Linked DNA regions of Gossypium arboreum: region 2 is linked to region 1. A link is a contact called in public Hi-C data. All regions are on one chromosome and are shown on one strand. The core of a region is the stretch at or near the end of the contact, and the rest is flanking DNA. Distances in the headings are between cores, read along the strand shown. Region 1 holds the start of LOC108478551 (dof zinc finger protein DOF3.4-like). Region 2 holds the start of LOC108479794 (pentatricopeptide repeat-containing protein At3g50420).

The links. Hi-C and Micro-C count contacts between places; a contact is called where the count stands out from the background.
Region 2: a Hi-C map of leaf shows a contact between it and region 1, with 2.7 times the contacts expected there. The contact joins the promoter of LOC108479794 here to the promoter of LOC108478551 in region 1. A contact is called at or near these places in 2 of 5 Hi-C or Micro-C datasets (both in leaf).

What each region holds. Positions count from the first base shown.
Region 1 is chr12:17,853,823-17,861,030 of ASM2569848v2, reverse strand. LOC108478551 (dof zinc finger protein DOF3.4-like) reads right to left here and starts at 3,450. Exons shown (of 1, transcript XM_017781011.2): 1 at 2,077-3,450. The coding sequence starts at 3,024. The coding sequence ends at 2,323. It overlaps LOC128285744 (a long non-coding RNA gene), which reads right to left. Exons shown (of 5, transcript XR_008276286.1): 5 at 6,442-6,886.
Region 2 is chr12:18,166,716-18,173,247 of ASM2569848v2, reverse strand. LOC108479794 (pentatricopeptide repeat-containing protein At3g50420) reads left to right here and starts at 1,742. Exons shown (of 1, transcript XM_017782585.2): 1 at 1,742-4,147. The coding sequence starts at 1,806. The coding sequence ends at 3,923. It overlaps LOC108476553, which reads right to left and starts at 1,526. Exons shown (of 13, transcript XM_053022757.1): 1 at 1,402-1,526; 2 at 1,256-1,318; 3 at 1,068-1,172; 4 at 885-971; 5 at 239-796; 6 at 1-148. The coding sequence starts at 1,491. LOC108479795 (nuclear pore complex protein NUP58) reads right to left here. Exons shown (of 6, transcript XM_017782588.2): 3 at 5,550-6,023; 4 at 4,742-5,246; 5 at 4,531-4,571; 6 at 3,969-4,357. The coding sequence ends at 4,319.

The sequences.
Region 1 (7,208 bases), core at 2,201-4,700:
CCCCTCATTGTATCAAGCATTATTAACTTGAAACCGGATTTCCGCACAATAGGTTTCTATAGTCATGGTCCTATCCCGCCATGACATATGAAATTTATGTGTGCTGAGGCGCGTTATCACATCCCCAACCCCTCAAAACTACCTAAGAATTTTCGTCGAAAACCCTGAATGCTTTGAAAATACACTAAACCTTAAACAAAAATCCTAATAAAAAACCCTAACCCTAATAAAATAAAAACCCTAACCTTAGGAGAGAGAACAAGAAAGCTCGTCTAGTTGGACGCGCTTTCTAGCAAAAATAACATATATCTCTAATTAAAATTAAAACTAGCCCAAAACCCTAATTTAAAAAAAAAACGGCCTATAGGCCTTATTTTGCCAATTATATTTGTTAATTTATTAAAGATACAATCTAAATATCACTTATTAATATATTAATAGTCTTTTTTTTAATTTTAAAACTTTAAATACAACTCAAATATGATTTGAACCTCAAATGTTGTTATAGGTGTATAACAACCACCTACCCATTTTTCTATAACATTCAAAGTGTTAATGAGAAAATTGCATATATAATATTTCGAGGTGGATTGAGTTGGAACAGAGGATGCTAGAATTTAAAATATGGCTTCCTTTGGATAGACGATGTGTTTGGCTCCACTGAGGTTAAAAACAGCGGTGGTGGCGAGGTTAATTACTGTAGCTGTAAGATTGGATAGTAAACAGTGTGATTAAAAACAATGGTGGTGAGTGTTTGGATTTAAACGCAATAGTAGAGGTGAAGTGAGAATAGAAAATGATTATTAAGGACAATAGAAAATTATTTTATTTTTATAAAATTATCATAATATTTTTATAAATATTTTTAATTAATTTTTATAATAATTTAAAATTACTAAAATAAAAATAAAAGATATTAAATAAATATATTGATTTATTTAAAATAAAAATCATCTAAATTATTTTAAAAATTTAAATGAAAACTAATAAATAAAACTATAACCATTAAAAATAAAATAAAGGGAGACAAAATTGGAAATATACTCCAGTGGATTTCTTCACCAGATCTTTTCTTGCCACTGAAAGATTTTGGTCCCACTGATGATTGGAGTAGTGTATCCAAACAGAGGCTGTGATGCGTCCATTACAATCACACCTCACCGGAGGCTATGGAGCTCCAAGACATGCAAGTAGGAGCCATCGTTATTTATAACTTAATTCATGTATTTCAATTGAGATTGGCATCGGAATGTGACATGTTAGTATAGAGTGTAGACCTCTAAATTCACGCCGACGGTTGGAGCTTTTAAGTTCGGAACATTATATTTAATAGGAGTAAAGCGTATTGTAGGTGCATACACCAAAAGGGAAAAAATCTGCAATTTTGGGGGGTTGCATTTACAACATGAGATCTAGCTTCTGCACTGAATTGAATTTAACCGCCAAAAATTAATTTCTTGCAGCTCTGTCCAAATGTTTATCTACTTCTATAATGAATTCGACCCATTTTTTTCTTTTTATAATGAATTTTGGGGTCTTGCAGGTTTTTGAGATCTAAAATCAGCTCCAACTTTTTAACTACAAATAATACCAGAGAGCTTGCTTTCTATATTTCATGTCAAATGCAGCTTCTGGAAATGTTACCCTATTTCTGAAATTTCAGTTTGGTAAAAAGGAAGATTGGTTTTCCATGAAAAGCTCATAGCTTTGGCATCACAACATACTGACAGTGATGAATATGGTTGAAAGACCCTAACCTTAAGCTGAAGCTAAATATTTGGTTTGTTGAAATAAAATCAAGTGCAATAAAGATGTGGAAGTAGATTGCAATTTGCTTTAGTTGTTTCTAAGATCAAGACCGGTTCTGCAAATCTTCTATCTGCCTCACAAATTCTTCAAACTTCAGCATGGGGATGTCTCCTTGTAAAATAACTTCTTCTAAGGCACGTTACTGAGTGGATAAGGTTTAACTGGCAACCCTTTTTTCGGTTAAACAAAAATAAGTGAAAATATATTAGTCATCATCTTAAACAACAGTGCTATCTAATATTCGAGCAAATTAAAAGGTGGGGCATGTCAACACCAACAACTACGCACTCATCATTTTGATTTCAGCCATGTCTCTACACAGATAGAAATGGTAGACAAAACAAACCAAATCACATAGCATTGAGTCATCAAAAAGAAGAAGAATATATCATAGTCCTATTTCTACTCTACTTAGATATTGCTAATAATATACTCTCAGCACTCATTAATTCACCTTGTGCTAGGAAAAAGAAAAAGAGAAATGAAAAAGACGAGGAACCGAAAACAGAAGATTCACTTGAACCCATTTCCTGGGGTTGAAATAGCAAGTTCAGGCCAAGAAAAGCAATCCCCGCCATCAACAAACCCAGTTTCTCCACCTTCAAACTGCCATGGGTTCCCCATTCCCGTAGCAGCAGCGGCCCCACCACCGTTGGCACCAACAACGGCTGCTCCATCTCCCATTCCTGAAAAGGCCCAGATTCCTCTCCCAAGCCCGAACCCAACATCCTCAAGTGCTGGAGCAATACCGAGCCCAAACCCACCAAGAGCCAGAAAACCAGGCCCTTGTGTATTCAACAAGGAGGTAAAACTTCCACATATGTTTCCATTACCACCCCCGTTGCCTTTCGACTCTCCACCAATACCAAAACTTCCTTGGTTGGCCGAGATTGGCAACAAAACCGGGGTGGCAGGTAATGGGAAGTTATTATGAGTAGTTGCGGTGGCATGGGTGTTGGTGCGAGAACGCTTAGCGTTTTTCTTGGTGCCACCGCCAACAGGGATGTCCCTGAGGGTACCACCATGAGTCCAGTAACGACGACAGGACTTGCAGAAATGACGAGGCTGAGAAAAATTGTAGTTGTTATAGTAGCAGAACTTAGTATTAGTGGAGTCACAACGTGGACAAGGTAGCTGCTCTTGTTCTGGTGGGGGGGCTCCCGGGTTTAGGACCTTGCTTAAACGCCTGCTTTGATCTCCCGATTCTGATGGCATTTTCAGACCAAAACAAAAATGGCTTCACCTATAGTGGTATGCACCTTGTTTTAAGACTTTGCTGCTTATGTTGCTTGGCTTATATGGAGCTAAGGGACAGAGAAGGGATGGATTTTATGGGAGGAGAGGTAGAGAAGAGAATCTGGTGGACAGTGAAAACAAGTTCTGAAGGTTATATGAGACATGGAGAGAGAAGAAAGCAGGCTTTTACAGTGTTCTGTTAGGCACGACAGATGGATCAGTCGGCTAGACAATGGGGGGTCTGATTAGGGTCGGCTCTATCAACTAGGAATACGGCTTTGTGTTGTTTAACTGCACTGATTTAAGTTGCTGTGTTTCCTTTTTGGATTTTTCTTAGCTATTTTGGCGTTTGTAAACCGATAATCATCGGATGGATAAGCAGTCAAATAAAGGGGGTCCCATTTGGTCTTGTATTTTGGTTTGTGTAATGATGTCGCACTTGTGGATGATGACAATTTAGTAGTTCTTCTAAGTGTACCCATTACAGTCCGCAAAAACTACGACATTAATGATGGTGGTATTTTAAAGTAAATATTGAAGCAGTGTGAAACAAGGGCCTGGAATGTGGATGGTATAAACATAGGGTTCAACTAAAATTCTAGGCAATAACAAATTTCTCCCCTATGATAGAAAAATATTCAAGCTTTGAGGGGACATTCCAGCAGAGATGAAAACTACAGCTCAGAACTTTATCAATATTCAACAATGTCTGCTTAAGGGTGTACATATAAAATAGGGTTTATGAATTCCTCCTCTTCACCTTAGATTCCTTTTTCGATACAAAATCTAATTAGAAGGAAGAGAAGGGATTACGCTGCACTTCAATATTGATTTTTGCTTCCAACTTTCATCCTTAGTTATACATCCTTCCTACTATATTATTCATGGCTCTTTTTTAAATTTTTAAATAATATTTTAGTAATTTTTTTCATATCATTAATATATAATTTTGATATTTTTTTATCATAAACCTTAAACTTCGAACCTTAAATACTAAACTTCGATCCTGAACTTACAACTTAAAATTTTGAACTCACTTAAGATTTGGGATTTAAAATTTAATGTTTTGAGTTTAATATTTGAGTTCGGAGTTTAAGGTTTAAGGTTCGAATTCAAATTGATAGTAAATTTTTTATCAAAATTATATGTTAATGACATGAAAAAATTATTAAAATATTATTAAATAATTAAAAGAGATCATAAATGATAAGAAGGAAATAGTTCATGAGCTAATTTCTCTTAATTTTAGGTAGCACCTCATGCTTATTTGTAATATCTAAATTTAGGTAACACATTTTAGTAATTGAAAATTATTGTCGAAGGACTACTCCAATGATTGATAAAGTATATAATTTTAATCTATTTATTATATTTTCCTTAAATTATATAAACAATATTTATATTTTATTCATTGTGATTTGGGTGAAAAATGGAAAAAATATAGTAGCATTTTTAATTAAATAAAATAGAATTTTGATAAATGTTGCATCAAACTTTTAAGTTAGTTTTGAATACCTTCCTATGTTTTTCCGGAAACAATTTTGATTTTTAATTTCTTTCAAATTAGTAAATTATAAGTCTAAAAATAAAATAAAATTTTATAGCTTAAGTTACAGAAACAATGTTATCTTGAAAATAAAATCCACAAAAACATAGTAAAAGATAAAATAAATTTTAAACTTTTTTTAAACTTAAAAAGCATAATTTAAAAATATATAAGAAATTATACATTTATGAAGAATCCAGAACGTGAGTTTTTAGGTAGCTAAGGGAAATTTATTATTTTGTGATAAAAATAGCTCCCTATTCCAAATTAAACTTGTGGTGTCGCCATCATCCTAAAGAGAAGCATGGCAAAGATAGTAAAATATTTAGGAAGTTAAAAAGAAAAAGAGTAAAGGAGAGATGGAGCAGCGTGATTGAGAGGGATTGATGGGTGGGGACAGTAGAAGAAGGGAAGAGAGAATAAAGAGTGGGGGACAGCGTGGGGAGCAATTATTGGGTCTCCCCTCTGATTTGGGAAGCGTCATGTCCGCATCAGATTCCTCCTCCGTACCGCATTTCTCGCCCTCACCTTCTTTATTTCTTCCTCCCTCTACCACCAATCAACGGCTCCTATTTGGTGCTATAATTTTATATCAAGATGCACGAATATTTTACCCGATACTTTTTAAGAGGAAATTTCATTCACTAATGAGATAGTTAAATGTTAATGTTTGTTTAAATTTTTTTATTTCATATTCTTTTAAATTTTAGTATTTTTAATTAATATTTTAATATATTAATTCTTTTGATTAGATGGTTATGATTTCATCTTTTAGTCTCAAGTTTGATTTTTTATAAATATTTTAATATGTATTTTTTGTTTTAAGTTTGTTTTTTTATTTTTAATTAATGTTTATAATTAATAAATATATTATTTTCAAGTTTTATATTTTTAATTAATAACTCTTTTATTAATAAAATTAAATAATAAAGATATAATTATTTTTAAAAATATCAACTAATTTTTAGATATATATAATATGTATTTTATTCGCCTATATCATGAGTATGGTGATTTCTAATATTATAAAATCATGTAATTATTTTAAATATCATTGTTTTTTCATCTACGTTGTGAGTATGATATTAAAATATTTTTATAGGTGAAATATTTCAAATAATCATTTTAAATATACATACAAAAATATATAATATGTCAATTTACTACACTCATGATAGGGATTGAAATAAATATTACACATATAAAAGTTATATGTACTAAAAATAATTATATTTGCAATAATTTATTTCATTTTATAAATAAAATAGTTAATAATTAAAGATAAGAAACTTGAAAAAAATATTTATTAATTTATAAACTGTAATTAAAAATAAAAAGTTTGAAACAACAATAAATAAAAATACATATTAAAATATTTATAAGAGAATTCAAACTTGGGACTCAAGGATGAAATCACAATTATCTAACCATCTAACTAAAAGAGTTAATGTATTAAAAATATTAATTAAAAATAAAAATAAAATATTAAAACAACATAAAATAAAAATTACAACTGTAAGTAGGATAAAAATCAAACTCAGGATTTAAAGGATAAAAGTACTAATATTTAACCATCTAATCAATAAAACTAAATTATTAATCTTCAGTAAAACATGTTTTCACTCACTTTCTCTCTAAAACTGCGTTTTCTTACAAATATTTTAAAAAAAAAGAACATATCTCTTTAATTTAACTTAATTCTATGCATTAAATGATGATACATTGTTAAAAACTTTTAATTAAATTTACTTTATTTCATTTGATGTGGCTTTGTATAAGTTTTTCTTAAGTTCGCTTCGTATAGTTAATTAATAATGCACATAAATCTACACTATCAATGCATTTAAAAGTTATGAGTCAAGCCGGATTAAGAATCTATTTCAAAAAAAAAGTTTCAAATACAAGATTGATTCCCCTAAAAATTCATATTAATGTTTAAAAATAATAAAATATATAAAACATATCCAAAAATCCTTTTAATTCTGCTAATTAGCACGCTCTCTCTCTGTCCGAGTTGATACGTTCTTTTGTCTTACGTCTGACTTCTTCTTGTTTCTCTCGATGATCTTACTGATTTTGTGATTGCTGCTTTCTTGAGTGGGACCATCATGGAAGACGATCTGGCAAACATTCGCCTCTCAGATGATGAGGAAGAAAACGCCTTTAATAAAGATGCACAGATAATTGATCGAGATTTGGAATTCTCTTTGGTTGGTACTTGCCTGACTGATAGTGTAGCCCATTTCCGTCATTACGTAACACGTTGGCGGATCTATGGCACCCCATTGGTGGTATCTGCATAACAAACTTAGGTGAGAAACGTTACATGTTTAATTTTTTTCATGTCGCTAACATGAACAGAGTGTGTTGGAGGGACTACCATGGTTCTTTAATAACCATATCTTACTTTGGCATAAAAATGAAGACCCTCTTACTGTTTCTTTACATTCTGCGATTTTTTGAGTCCAAGTCCACGACTTGCCACCAAGCCTTATGTCGAAAAATATGGCGAGACGTTTTGGTGACTTTATGAGGAATTTCATGGAGTATGATATGCAACTTCCATCATTGGGCATATCTCAATACATGAGAATACAAGTTAGATTGGATGTTCGGG
Region 2 (6,532 bases), core at 493-2,992, 310 kb before region 1:
GAGAGTCCTCTAGAGAATCATCCTGATTCATGACATCAGTTAAAGGTTGATACAAAAGGTCTTCAAAGTATCTATGGAGAAGCTGCAACCAGGAAACAAGAACCAAAAAATCTAGGGGTATTTGTAAACTAAGTCTGATCATCAAAACCTGCAAAATGCTTAAGTCAATCAAATTAGACTGCTTGTATGTGAAAGTAAAACAGGATTGGTTAGCAGCAAAACATCTACATTCACATACCAATAATTTGTGGCTGAAGTACCGAGAGATGCACGTGTTGACACATTTGCCTTCCTTGCGAAGGCACCAATATAGAAGTTTAGGCACTAGGTTGATAATTTTGGAAAGAATCACATTCTTATCTAGGGAATCGTCTAACCCTTCCACAAAACTAATTTGGTCAACAAATGAAGATAGTAGCTGAATAAAATTCCCCAAGAACAAAGTATTCCGTTCATCATCTTCACCACCATTTCCACCAAAGATCTCGTCCATTGAATCCCAAGGCACATTCGAAATGAAAAAGCTTATCGAATTTAAAAGCACAAGAACAAGCTCATCATCACACTCTTCCTTCAAAAACTTCAGTATATTTCTTAATGTGCGGATAATTCCAGCTACTGTAAACAAGCTGGTATTTTTCAACTTAGATTTAAATAAACCTACAAGATTCAATAAGTCAGAACCAGAACCTCCAGCTCCAGTTATTGAAGGTTCAAAAGAACACGAAGATATGTTCGAGATTGATAATTCTAAGCATATAGAGAGCGAATGGATAAAAAATTCCCAGGTTTTTACCTACAATAACAAGAAAAGAACCTAATAAAAAGGAGGGAAAAAACAAACTTCAAAGTTATAAATAAAATCTTTAAATTGATTAACATACAGATGAGGCTAGAAATTCAGAGAAGGTAACGAGCACATTGCCAGCTAAATGTTGAACGTATAGGCTTTCCAGAGTTAACAAAGGAATCTGAAAGGAAAATTTGAGAATTAATGTGATTTGGCGATTTGGGATTTCAAGAAAAGACTACAAAAATTAACAAAATAGTAAAGAAAAAGAAAGTACCAGGTGAGATATTGATTTGGATAAACAATGGGGGTTTTGTGAGTTTGGGTTTAATGGAGAAGATATGTGAGCCGACGGAATCAAGCGGCGAATTTCATTTGAGACCTGAAAATAGAACCAGACAATAGAGTTAAGTAATGAAAGGAGGTTCAATGTAGGAGTTTTAGAGAAGAAGAAAAGAGGGGAACCTGAGAGAGAATGAGAAGAAGGTTTTTCTCTTCTTGTTTGCTGAAAGACAAATTCTCTGATACCTAACATAGCAAAAGTAATAACAATAAGATTAAAGAGAGAAAATGAAGGGGAAATTGAAATTTTGGAGGAGAATGGAACGGACGGTGAAAGGATGGAGAGAATCGTTGATCAGACGGCAGATACGAATAAATTGAGACTCAGTGAGCGACGGTGAAGACATTTTTTTACCCATTTTTCTTAAAGAACCGCAATGTTGTATTTATATACAAGTGTAAAATTACCAAGTTGGGCAAGTTTTATACTTTTATTGAATTCATTGTCTTTCTTTAATTTAGGAATCAAATTGAAAGGAAAACAGTAAATCCAACCCAATTTTTCATCTTCGGTAATGTTATTTTAGTTATTTATTTACTCATTCATTTATTTCTAAGAACAGGGTTTGAGGATCGATCCACGACACAGAATTGTTTGGGGGACCGAACACTGTACTTAGGATTGATTCAGTTCATAGAGTTGCAGAACTGAGAAACCTCCTTGGCCGCGTGCATGCTACCGTCATACGAAAGCTGCTATCTAGCGTCCCTCGTACAAAAATGCAGCTCCATAACAACAGTCAAAAAAGCGCGTCAACTCCACGCTTTCCTACTGACCACCTCCACAACATGCCTCCACTCCCCGTCCCCCTACCTCCACAACAACCTTGTATCTATGTACTCTCGATGCAACTCCCTTTCAGATGCCAAGAAAGTGTTCGATAAAACTCCCCATAGAAATGTAGTTTCATACAATGCGCTCATTTCCGCGTATTCTCGATCTATAAACCATGCTAATTTAGCCTTTGGATTGGTTTCCCAGATGGGTTTTGAGTGTTTAAGGCCTAATGGTGCCACATTCACGAGCTTGTTACAAGCTGCTTCATTGGTTCAGGATAGATTGATTGGTTCGTCGCTACATGCTCTTCTTCTGAAGTCTGGATTTCTAGGTGATGTTTGTGTTCAAACTTCGTTACTTGGGATGTACTCGAATTTTGGGGATTTGGTATCTGCTAATGAAGTTTTTGCTGGCATAGATGGCAAGGATGTCGTTTCTTGGAATTCTACAATATTTGGATACTTGAGGAATGATAAGATAATGGAAGGGCTGGCTCTCTTTTTTGATATGATGAAGTTTGAGGTTTTTCCAACTCCATTTACCTATTCCATGGTGTTAAATGCTTGTGGTAAGTTGGGAAATTATGAGTGTGGGAAAACTATCCATGCCCGAGTTGTCGTTTCTAATATAGTAGTTGATTTACCTTTGCAAAATGCCTTGCTTGACATGTATTGCAATTGTGGTGATATTGAAATGGGGTTGAAGGTTTTTAGCAGGATTCAAAACTTTGATTTGGTTTCTTGGAATTCAATGCTCGCGGGATTGGCAGAGCATGGAGATGGCATAAGAGCCATGGAGCTGTTTGTTGAGTTGAAGGGAATGTATTTTCTTAAGCCTGATGAATACACTTTTGCTGCTGTCATTTCTGCAACTAGTGCACTCTTGGCATCTGATTATGGGAAGCCCCTGCACGGTCAAATTACAAAATCAGGTTTGGAAAGTAGTGTTTTTGTAGGAACTGCCCTTGTGTCCATGTATTTTAGAAATGGTGGTAGTGAATCTGCTCAGAAGGTTTTTAGTATGATCTTGAAGAAAGATGTGATGGTTTGGACTGAAATGATTATGGGTTATTCTAGATTGGCTGATGGGGAGAGTGCTATTAGATTGTTGGTTGAAATGTGTCAAATGGGGTACAAAATTGATAGCTTTGTTCTCAGTGGTGTATTAAGTGCTTGTGCTGACCTTGCAATGCTAAAACAAGGTGAGATGATTCATTCTCAGGCTATAAAATCTGGATATGATGTTGAAATGTCTGTTTGTGGTAGTCTGATTGACATGTATGCCAAAAATGGAAACCTTAAAGCTGCTCAATCCATATTTTCATTGGTTTCTAACCCTGATTTAAAGTGTTGGAATGCAATGCTTGGGGCATATAGCCTACATGGAATGGCAGAAAATGCCCTGAAGCTATTCGACAAGATTCTAAAACATGAACTAAGACCAGATCAAGTAACATTTTTGTCTCTACTATCTGCTTGTAGCCACAGTGGCTTGGTTGAGAGAGGAAAGTTATTATGGGGTTTTATGAAGGAAAGTGGTTGCACTGCAGGACCCAAGCATTATTCTTGCATGGTGAGTTTGCTTTGTCGAGCCGGATTATTAGACAAGGCAGAGAAGATAATTATAGAATCACCATATAGTGAAGATAATTTGGAACTCTGGAGAACATTGCTAAGCTCTTGTGTCACTTTTAGAAACCTGGAAAAAGGAGTTCATGCAGCGAATCAGGTTTTAACGGTTGATTCAAGAGATAGTGGAACCCATATCTTGCTTTCAAATCTTTATGCTGCAACAGAGAGATGGCAAGATGTTGCAGAAATGAGGAGAAAGATGAGAGGCTTGATGTTGGAAAAGGATCCTGGGCTAAGCTGGATTGAAGATAAGAACATTATTCACATGTTCACGTCTGGAGATCAATTGCATCCCCGGGTTTACGATGCAGAAGCTGAACTCCATAGGTTGCAAGGGAACATGAAAAGATCAGTAACATACGATTTCCTTTCATGTTTCTAGTTTGACAACAGAAATTCAGAACTAAATGTGATTTTGCCCATGATGTTTTATATCTTCACACGAATAATAGTTTCAAATATTACTTCTCAAAAAATAGAAAAAAAATCCTACAATGTGTGTTCTACAATATTACAGTAATAAGGATCTTGTAGCAAACAAATCAATGCTGGAATGACTGAAAATAAGATCAGGATATTCGACAAAGCTAACATCTTGTTTTCCTGGATATCAACAACATGCGTACAAGATCAACTCAAGAGCTAATGACATTGCACTTAAAGGAATATACTGGGTATAGATACTGTCAAAACGAAATATGTGGCCCCTTCATGTTCAAATGATCATTGCAGTGAACAGAAAGTAGCTTCAGGATTTCCATATTCAAGATATGATGACTAACGCCGGGCAGTCCGAGATTTCGGCCTTGATGATTTCTGCATGAACATACATCAACGAGGTCAAGTAAGAGAAATATAATCAATCCATGTGACAATGCCGACTGATGCAGACTCGGAATTAGTCTTCTTCGAACCTATGCCTATACTTTATGATCAATAATGAAAAAGGAAAAGAAATAAAAGGAAAGTCAAGGTAACATTATACTCACAGATGCAGCCCCAAAGCTAGCACCAGATCCTGTTGGAGCACCTGGGATTGAAAATGAACTCAGTCAGACCACAAAATAATTAGATCAAATCTATCAACCTATGTAAAAAAACAGTAGCTACTCAAGCAAAATACCAAGCATGATCTCAAAATGATATTTCGTGAAAATAGAAAGAAGCAATTGCAGAGAACATAATAGCATAAGAAGGTACCAGATGCAAATGGTGTTGAAAAAAGTGAACCTCCAGCAGATGCAGTAGAGCCGAAAGCTGGTACGGTACTAGCAAAAAGAGAGGGAGTGGATGCAGATCCTAGGAGAGATCCTGATGAAGAACTGAAAAGGGATGTTTGGATGGAAGCACCTGTAGTTGGAGTTGCAAACAGAGAAGATGACATGGAAGAAGCAGGAGTAGAGGACGGTGTACTAAAAAGAGACAATCCACCTCCCGAGGAAGCTGCTGATGTTGCTGCAGAAGTCTGTGGGGCAGAGGCTGCAGCAGGAGCTGCTGAGCTGGCAAACAAGCCAGCAACTTGAGTTGGCGGTTGTGAATTTGCAGGTAAATGCAAGGTTGGATGTACCCTCTTAGCAGCAGCTTCTTGTTTGGCAGTTTCTCTCCTATCAGCCTCAAGAAAAGGATCATTAACATCTCCTCTGTGACGGTGATCAGCAAGATAAGCTGTTTTCATTGATTCAATATATTGATGAATGCTTTCCACCTGCACAATACAACATCACATGACAAGTCAAATCCTCTTTCTTCAGTGTTTTGTTTGGGGCGGGGATGGACAGGTGTTAAAGTACAAGCCAAAGTAAAGTTTAAGATCATATCTTGGATGCATGTTATAACATAATGCATAGACTATATAGAAAAACAAAAATATCCTGACATCAACTCCATTAAAATTAATAAATGTTCAAACAACTAGATATTTATCTGCTCCTTAGCATATGACAACTTGTGTACTGTCAACCAGACAAAACATAACACAGAATGATAAAAGTACAGGTAGCTTCTTTACCTTGGCAGCCACATGAACAAAAAAGTCATGCACATTGGACATGACTTTTGGAAGAGATTGCAATAAAGAGGATGCGTGATTGATAGAGTTTCTATCAGAATTCAAAAGGAGAAGTTGTTCCAACTCTTCAATCCATTGGCGGCACTCACCCAAATACTTCTCAAATCTAGCAACTGTATACTGTAGAAAGGGAGAAGGCTTCTTTGGAAGCCCATGGTAAAAATCAAAAACTGGTACCATGGATGCAGCAGTTGGTTGAACCCCAGAACCTGGTGTTGTTGTTGCCCCTGGAACCTGGGATGGTGCAGTGGCATTTGAAGCACCTCCTGTGTTTGAATGAACAAACCGTGGCCGAAGCATCATGAAAGAACGAACAGCAACCTCTGTGTTCCTTAACATATCTTTCACAGTACTCATCAATTCCTGCAGCAAAGCTTTCTGCCTCTCCATGGCAGTACTGATTCCTCCAAGTTCCTGTTGGAGCAACCATGCCATTTTATCAACCAATGCTAAGCAGCAGAACAGGCAACAGACAAGGAATATGTTCCAAAACTGAAGGCTGATTATATATACCATTGAGACATAAAATGCTTCATAGTTCACAGAAAATCTACCAAATGATTCAAAATTGTAACCTAAGAGATGACAGCTAAGAAAACTGGAATGGAGGTAATTACTTAACTCTAACTAAATTCCAGTTGTTCTCAGATCAATTGGTTTGGAAATAACTTCATGAACCACTCACAGTTTGAAACAATGGACCAGATACGACCGCGGTCCAACACATTGAGTAACTTATTTGCATCAACGTAACATAAGCCCTTCTAACCACAAAAGAGACAACAATACATCTAAAGTGAAAGTAGAATACAGTTTGAGCTAGTCCAAATATTCACAACAAGAGCAACTAGTTTTAGTTTCTTAATATTTTTCATTACTTAGATTACAATAAGGGCGTAATATAATATATTCATGTTAAATAA